Regions from separate parts of the Mus musculus genome. Here region 2 is linked to region 1. The links are chromatin contacts, called in public Micro-C maps. All regions are on one chromosome and are shown on one strand. The core of a region is the stretch at or near the end of the contact, and the rest is flanking DNA. Distances in the headings are between cores, read along the strand shown.

Region 1 (3,811 bases), core at 529-3,028:
GTGCTAGCCTCCTTGAGTTCTGGAAGAAAAAGCCTTTGAATAGGGTCCGAGAAAGTCTAAGTATTAGTGAACCTCCTTCCTTGTTCAGGTAAATACAAGAATTTGGCTCTAACGTTTACTAGCTGTGTGGTCTGGAGAAAATTACTGACGTCTCTAAGTGCTGGATTCATCATCAATAATAAGAAAGATAGTGGCACCTATGATATAGAAATACAGATTAATAACACCACAAGGAAAAAATTAACATATAATCACCACAACTGTCTGTTTAACAGGTAGCACAGACTTTATTATTTTGGAACATAGGGTAAAATAAATCTTGGCCACAAGGAGTGCCATCCAAAAGGACTTAGTAAATTTCATTAAGACATATATTTCTAAGTAACTTGTAATTAGACATATAGGGTTTTTAATAATTATATTTCTGAGGTTTGTAAATGTTACTTTTGTTATTCTACTTACTCTCTATAAACTGACCCACTGTTCATTGGTTCCCTTCTTTATGACAAATCAGTTTCTATCTGTCTCTGTCTGTCTGTCTCTAGCCCCTCCCCGCTTCTCTCTTGGTTCTCAAGCTGGGCCAGAAACTGGAACTCATGACCCCTGGCCTTACCCTCCTGAGTTTGGAATTACAGGCATATGCCACCATATACTTTAGTGTTATGTTACTAGTGGGAATATTCAGTCGGAATTATTCACTTGCATTTATTCATGTAATCAGACTTAAGGAATTATATAAATAAAATCCAACTTTGCTACAAAGCTAGCCAATTCCTGAGGAGTTTAAGTTTTCCAGCATTCTACCCATGACCCCTTTCACTTTTCACTGCTATTGGCAATGAATCAGTTCAGACCTAACCTACAGAATACCAAATCTACACTCACACTCAGACTCTTTCCAAGTGTCATTATACATTTCCTCCTGTCTCTAGGACTTCCGCCTAGAAGGAGGTACTTTCAAGTCACTGAGAGAGATGGTGCATGCAAAGGGCCAACTGAAGCTGAACACAGAGCTAAAGAAACAAACCAGAGGCAGAGACACCACAGGCCTGACAACAGTGGGCTGGCATTGTGTAGCCCAGGACTTGAACTCGAGTGAACTGCAGCTGCAGGGATGACTCCCTGTGGAAACGTGCCCAGAGGAGAAGGATGCAGTCATGGCCATACCAGCTAGTGTGAAGCAGGGACAGAGACAACGGGAAACTATCACTCCTGCTGCAGAACTCAAGCAAGGGCCAGCAGCAAGAAAATTCACCTGGATACCACCCAAGTAGCTCAGCTACCCAAGGTAAAACCAGAAACAGACAGATCTAAATCTAAATGTGCTGTTTGGGGTTCTGCTCCTCTCTACTCTCCCAAAGGTGTCTTCTCTATGGTATTCACTATTTTGGTTAAAAGGGTATCTTACAAGTATAATCCCTCAGCAGCCTAGAACGTTGCCTCAGCACCTTAGTCCTGTTTCCTCTTCCTCATAACTGTCCATCCCAAGCCAGCACCCTCTACATAACCATATTTATAAATCACAATTTTTAAAAAAAGATTTTATTTATTATTATACACAAGTACACTGTAGCTGTTTTCAGATGCGCCAGAAGAGGGCTTCAGGTCTCATTATGGGTGGTTGTGAGTCACCATGTGGTTGCCGGGATTTGAAATCAGGACCTTTGGAAGAGCAGTCAGTGCTCTTACCCGCTGAGTCATCTCTCCAGCCCCCTATAAATCACAATGTTGAGTGTATCCATTTTTTTCAAGGCTCCTATAACTAAGTGCACACAGACTGAGTCACTGAACACAGAAGTGCACTTCCTGGTTTAGAGGTAAAGTGCTGGCTGCTGAGTCTCTTCTCAGCATGCTTTCATAGACTTCTCCCTCTGCCTCTCATCTTCCTTTTCTGGTAAGGACCCCAGCCCTACTGACTAAAACACTCCTAAACAACGTCAATTTAACTTAACATCCACTGAAAGGACCCATCTCCAATACAGTCACTTTCTGAGGTCTTGGGGATGGGACCAGAGCATATGGATTTTAAGCAAATACAACTGAGCCTATGACATTGAGTGTGTGACTCACTCATTTTAAACACATTGAGTGTGTGTTTAAAAGTTGTCATTGCTCGTACCTTCTCTTTTCTGAAAGATATATGTGTGTGTGTATATATGCATATATAATATATATGTATATTATATATATGAATGATTTTTAAGCCTTATTTGCAAAATAAGTGAGCTAGGCTGCTGCCCACCTTGAGTTCTCAGCTTTACCTTCATCATTTCTTATATCCTAGTTACTGGCCTCTCTGGACCATTTACCATTTTGCAAACACATCTTCCATATATGCTGTTCTATGTCTAGAATAAACACATGTCAAATAGTCTGGGAAGGTATTTTTGATGCCTGAGGCAGAGCCAATTACACTCTTGCCATTCTTCAAAGAACTTTGAACTCTACTATTATAGTGTGCATCACCTTGAATTGTAATTAATCCTTTATATGCCTTTCTCCCTCACTACAATGGGAATTCCTTGAAGGCCAAGACCACGTCTGGTTTTACTTATTGCTGACTCCTTTGTACCCAGAGCTGTACCTGGTACACAGCAGGAGCTAAATATATATGTGTATTTCTTGAACAAAGGAAATGAAAAAGTAAGTGAACACATGAACAAAAGAGAGACAGAAGAAAGGGTTTGACTTAGTATTTAATAGCTAGGACGGTGGCACGGAACGCACCGAACTTAAGCACAGGCTTCAGAGCGGCCTGGCTGCATAAAGTACTGACTGAGCCACAGGGAGAACAGATACAATGAAGGGATCTGGAGTTGTTTACTTGAAGGAAAGTCATAGAAGCAGATTATCTTTGGGGTAAGAAGGAAATGGGTTGAGAAAAAGCCTATAAACTTCTTGGAAGCCAGTGCACCAACACACATGTGACAAGGCGAGCTGAGCTGTACTCAGATCCAAGAACAAAAGGTTCCCAGTTTAAGCTATGGAAGGGTCCATTCCAGAGAGCAGCTGGGCAGAACTTCCTCACATGAAGACTTCTTAATGTATGGGAAAAAGAAAGAGCAAAACAAAACAAGCAAGAGCAGCAAAAGGGGATAATTAGTGTAAACAGTTTAAGGTTTCTTTTTCTTCCTTTTTTCTGTAATGCACTAGACAAACCCCAAGAAGAGGGGAAGCGTTGTGGGATAAACATCTGTTCACTGAAACCTGACAGAGCCCTTCACAGGCTCTGTGGCCTGTGCGTGTCCTTATGTGCCCGAGGTTGCTATTTGTGCTTCCATGGCCTGGACAGCTCAGAAAGTGGCCTGTAGCAGGCCAGAGCACACTTGCTCACTCCAGCAGGGCTGTGGGGGCAACTTTCTCTGCCTTGTGTTTGATATAACAGAAACCACATAGAAAAGCAAATACCAAGTATCTGTGTGGAACTGCCCAGCCTTGCTTGCATACATTTCTAACACTACTATATCTGACGGCTTGCACATAAGTCACTATCTGTCCTATGACTGTTGATATCAAGAGATTAAGTATAACAAAGGGAAGGAGTCTGCTTTTTTTGAGCCCCCCCCCCTTGTGTTCACACACAAGTGTAGGAGTTTGTGGAAGAGAAGAGCTCTCTGGGAAAATCTTCCAGTTTGGGGTACTACCTGTTCATTTCTACCTCCCCAGTGGGGGAGAGGTACATGGTTGTGGCCCAGTGTGACCCAGGCAGAAACAATCTGGCATCTTCAATAGGCAGTGGCCTTTGAAGGAGCAGAGAGCCTCAATTCTTATTCCCAGTCTCTAGATCCCATCACCTCGGAGCCTTGGCTAC
Region 2 (3,811 bases), core at 735-3,234, 120 kb before region 1:
TGGTTGCCATCATTTTTATTATTGACATTATTTATCTACAACTTAACTTGCTATCTCATATCTCCTACAATCCATTTACCAAAACAAAAACCAACCAACCAACCAAACAAACAAACAACCCAAAGAGGCCACTCACGGCCAGTCAACTAACAATGTACCACTTACTTTGCTCTCTTGGCCATTTCATTTCCATCCCATCTGGGGCTGTATGGGTAGTTTTTTTGTGCTTGGGAGTAAAGCTGTCCACTGTTGGTAAAGTGATAGACTGACTGAAATGTGAGCGTAGGCTGATCTCGAGGGAAAAACAGGGGCAGGTCAACTGCAAGGCAAAAAAGGGGAAAAGATGGTTAGAGTTCATAAATACATCCTTTTTGTTTCTCCCAAGGCAGGGCTTCTCTGTATAGTCCTGGATGTCCTGAAACTCATTCTGTAGACCAAGCTGGCCTCAAACTCACAGAGATCCACCTGACTCTGCTTCATTCCCAAGTGCAGGGATTAGAGACATTTGACACCACTGCTCAGCAATAAACACATCTTAAGACATGTTTTTGGCTAACTCAGAATGCTGGGTACATGACAATTGGAGCCACAAGCACCGATTGAGGTTTGGATCAAAGCAATGGCATGAGGGACCACAGAAGCCGTGACACATGCAGAATCTTAGGCATAACCAGAATGGCGTCCCACACTGTCCGACCTCCTGGGCCCTGGCCTTGCCCATTGCCATTGCAGAGCTAGCCATGTAACTGTGTTAAGTTTCCATTATGCCATACGCTTTTCAAGGGCGGGACTGTGTCTTCCTCACCTACAATCTGATGGGGGAGCAGGATGAAAGATGGTTTTCAAGAACAAACTTGGAAAAGGGACAAAGAGGGCTTTGATAGGATGCACCAACTAGACTTCCAGAAAAATAAAATTATCATTCTGCTTCCAATCAAGTCGTGAAATCTCCATACTCAGCACTTTCCTTTTTTTCCCACATATGTTACCACATATATTTATATCTTGTAAATCAGAGGGAGCTCCTTAGTGGGCCGCAACAGGGGCAAATCTGAACAGAGACTCTGCTGCTGCCCATCAGAGCTGAGCCCAAGCCCCCTGCTAATATGTAGTGTTGCTTTAGCATTTCATTTGGGGGTTAAGTCAAGTTTTTAAAATAAAATCTCTTGTTAGTTTTAGTGGAGGCAAAGCATCCCCAGAAACTGTTTCAACATTCTCTGAGGTAGACAAAGTTTGTGTAAATGTTACCCATTTCCAGGACAGAGAATAGGCACATTAACAAATGCAGTAATGATGTGTATAGATTTTCTAGCTTTGCAGAGTTCATTTTAGATGCTTTGTTAATTAAAACTTCAAGAAAGGGACATTATTTTGAAACTGTGTGTTTAACAGCTGAGTAAACTAGAAAGTTCGTGGACTTTGTCAACTTTCTCATAGACTGGGCAGCAGCAGGGGACAAAATCTAAAGCCAGGATTGGAATCTTTGGCTCCTACTGTGTGACACTGCAGAATACTCTCCAATAACCTGCTTAAAATTGTGTTGCAATTACAACTCAGTCAGTAAGCCAGAGCCTCCACTGTAAAGCATGAACAAGGATGGAAATGTTAGCTGCACAAACAGATACATATTAAAGCAACATGTAAGGATGCTGTGGAGTGCAGTCCTACCCCTCCCCTCCTCTCCCCTTCTCTCCCCTCCTCTCCCCTCCTCTCCCCCTCCCTCCCTCCCTCCTTCGGTGCATACTGCTGATCCTAGCGCTTTCCCTAGATGTGACTTCTCAAAGGAAAAGTTAGCTTCATGGTTTTTGTTTTTGTTTTTTTAAAGAAATCTCCCAACAATAACTCACTGCCCCCCCAAAACCAAAACCAACCAACCAACCAGCAAAAACCTGTGTTGTTGGTAGAGCCTCTCAGACTTCTGAGTGTACCCGACTCTGACGATGTCTGACTCAGTGGCACAGGGGGTTTCTACTGGTGACTCACACCACTACCAACAAAAAGGGGCAGGACTGAGAATGACCACTTTTTAGTCACATTTCTCAGTGCCACAGTATGATAGCCTCCATACATGGCTATTTTTATGAAACAGAGATTGTATAACACAGAACAACAAAAGTATGAAAACACCAATCCAAATGACAAATACCTCAATTTAGAAAATCCTTGTAGGTCCTTCCCTATAGCAGGCTTGGTCTGTAACATCCTTGGCTACTCGGAACAAACACTGATTTCTAACCCTGTTACGTCCTTTCTGATGCTCATTTAATTCCCTCTGATAAGTTTTTAGGAACAAATGCCTGTTCATTGTACACTTTTCCTCAACTTCAATTGCAACTGCTGAGTAACACCCGAGTTTCCAAATAGGAAACAACATTCAGATTAACCTCCAAACCGATCATTAATAATAGAAAAGTATTTAACATGCTAGTTTACCTATGAAAAAAGAGTAATTTTAAATAAAAGAATTCAATGCAATCATTTATAAACAGCCATCACTCACTATCAAAAGTAATGTAGCTATGACTACAGGCTATGTGGCTTTCAAGCTACTGGCTTTGGGGACTTTAGACTACATTTTTCTAAAAAAAAAAAAAAAAAAAAAAAGAAGTGTGTGTGCGTGAGTGCGTGAGTGTGTGTGCGTGAGTGTGTGAGTGTGTAAGTGTGTGTGAGTATATGTGGATGTAAGTACATGTGTCAGTGCTTGTGCTTGTGGTGGTCAAAGGAAGATGTCATTCTAAGGAATGGCATCCACCTTTTTGAGAAAGGATCTCTCCAGTGGCCTGAAGCTCACAGTTGGACGAGGCCAGCTGGCCTACGCCTGAGCATCCCGTGCATCGGCCCTTTCAGCTGGGATCACAAGCACAGGTCACAACGCAGAGCTTTTAATAGGGATCGAACTCAGGGCTTCTTGCTAGTACTTTATGGACTGAGCCATTCTCCCAGTCCCCTGAAAAAAGAAACTTTTATACAGGTCTTGGTTTAGTGCTCTGGCTGGTGCCAAACTCCTGGGCTCATGAGATCCTTTGGCCTCTGACTCCAGAGTATCTGGGACATAGGTATACACTCCTGCATCTGGCTGGAATGCCTTCTAATCTTTTTTCCCACGATTTTGTTTTGCAGAAGTGAGTTGCTGGTATTAGTATTTGATATGTTTAGAAATATATTATTTCCTAGTTTTGAACTATTTTCTTTGACTCAAATGCCAATTAGTATTAGAAACATTAAAAACCAGAAATATCTATTTACCCACTCAAGTAAGACATGATTTTTGTTTTTACTTAAATATCAGCAAGCTCTATACTGATGTATATCATAATCCCCCAAAGCATTCATTACATGATCCTTTTTTGTCTCCAGAGAACAGCATGTCCTTATAGCCAATGTTCAAATCAAAACACTTCCTGTATCACAACTGGATTACTGGAAGAACAGGAATTGTCAAAGGATTTCAGAGATAAAAGTTGTCTATATGGTAGTTCATGCAGAGAACATAAATGTTTAAAGCTATAGATACCTTGCTCAGGTAAGCTGTATTCTATCTAATAGTCAGTAGTCAACAAAATGGTAGCTTCTTTAAAAACTACTCTATGTATAAAATGATGTAATAACTACAATATCTCAGAGCTACTTTGCATTTTTTTGGTATAAGATCTGAATAGTACAAATTAGTCAGAAGTTAGCAAAAACAAAACTTGTTTTCTCTTATCTCTAAATGTCTCTGTCACTTAACTTTTACTTAAAGTTAACTGATGAAAAAGAATTACTGTAGGCTTTAAGCAGCTAACTTGTTCTAAAGGAACTTTGTGGAGCC

What was found. Hi-C and Micro-C count contacts between places; a contact is called where the count stands out from the background.
Region 2: a Micro-C map of embryonic fibroblasts shows a contact between it and region 1, with 1.9 times the contacts expected there. The contact joins two enhancer-like sites. A contact is called at or near these places in 1 of 15 datasets of contacts at CTCF or cohesin (the NIH/3T3 cell line), 5 of 484 Hi-C or Micro-C datasets (CD4 T cells, cortical neurons, embryonic fibroblasts and 1 more), 2 of 115 datasets of contacts at active chromatin or transcription factors (CD8 T cells and embryonic stem cells) and 4 of 9 other capture datasets (adipose tissue, embryonic stem cells, liver and 1 more).

Annotation. Positions count from the first base shown.
Region 1 is chr5:31,934,053-31,937,863 of GRCm38.p6, reverse strand. The region is part of intron 7 of Babam2 (BRISC and BRCA1 A complex member 2); the gene reads right to left. Among named protein-coding and RNA genes, the nearest start is that of Gm52770, 63 kb to the left of the region's middle. Within about 2 kb of position 1,778, at least 41 of the 459 cell types and tissues checked have an H3K27ac peak or open chromatin away from gene starts, as enhancers often do. A contact at or near this core is called in the NIH/3T3 cell line and embryonic fibroblasts, where this site is marked.
Region 2 is chr5:32,054,019-32,057,829 of GRCm38.p6, reverse strand. Babam2 (BRISC and BRCA1 A complex member 2) reads right to left here. Exons shown (of 12, transcript NM_144541.1): 11 at 166-319. Among named protein-coding and RNA genes, the nearest start is that of Gm40277, 34 kb to the left of the region's middle. Within about 2 kb of position 1,984, at least 30 of the 459 cell types and tissues checked have an H3K27ac peak or open chromatin away from gene starts, as enhancers often do. A contact at or near this core is called in the NIH/3T3 cell line and embryonic fibroblasts, where this site is marked.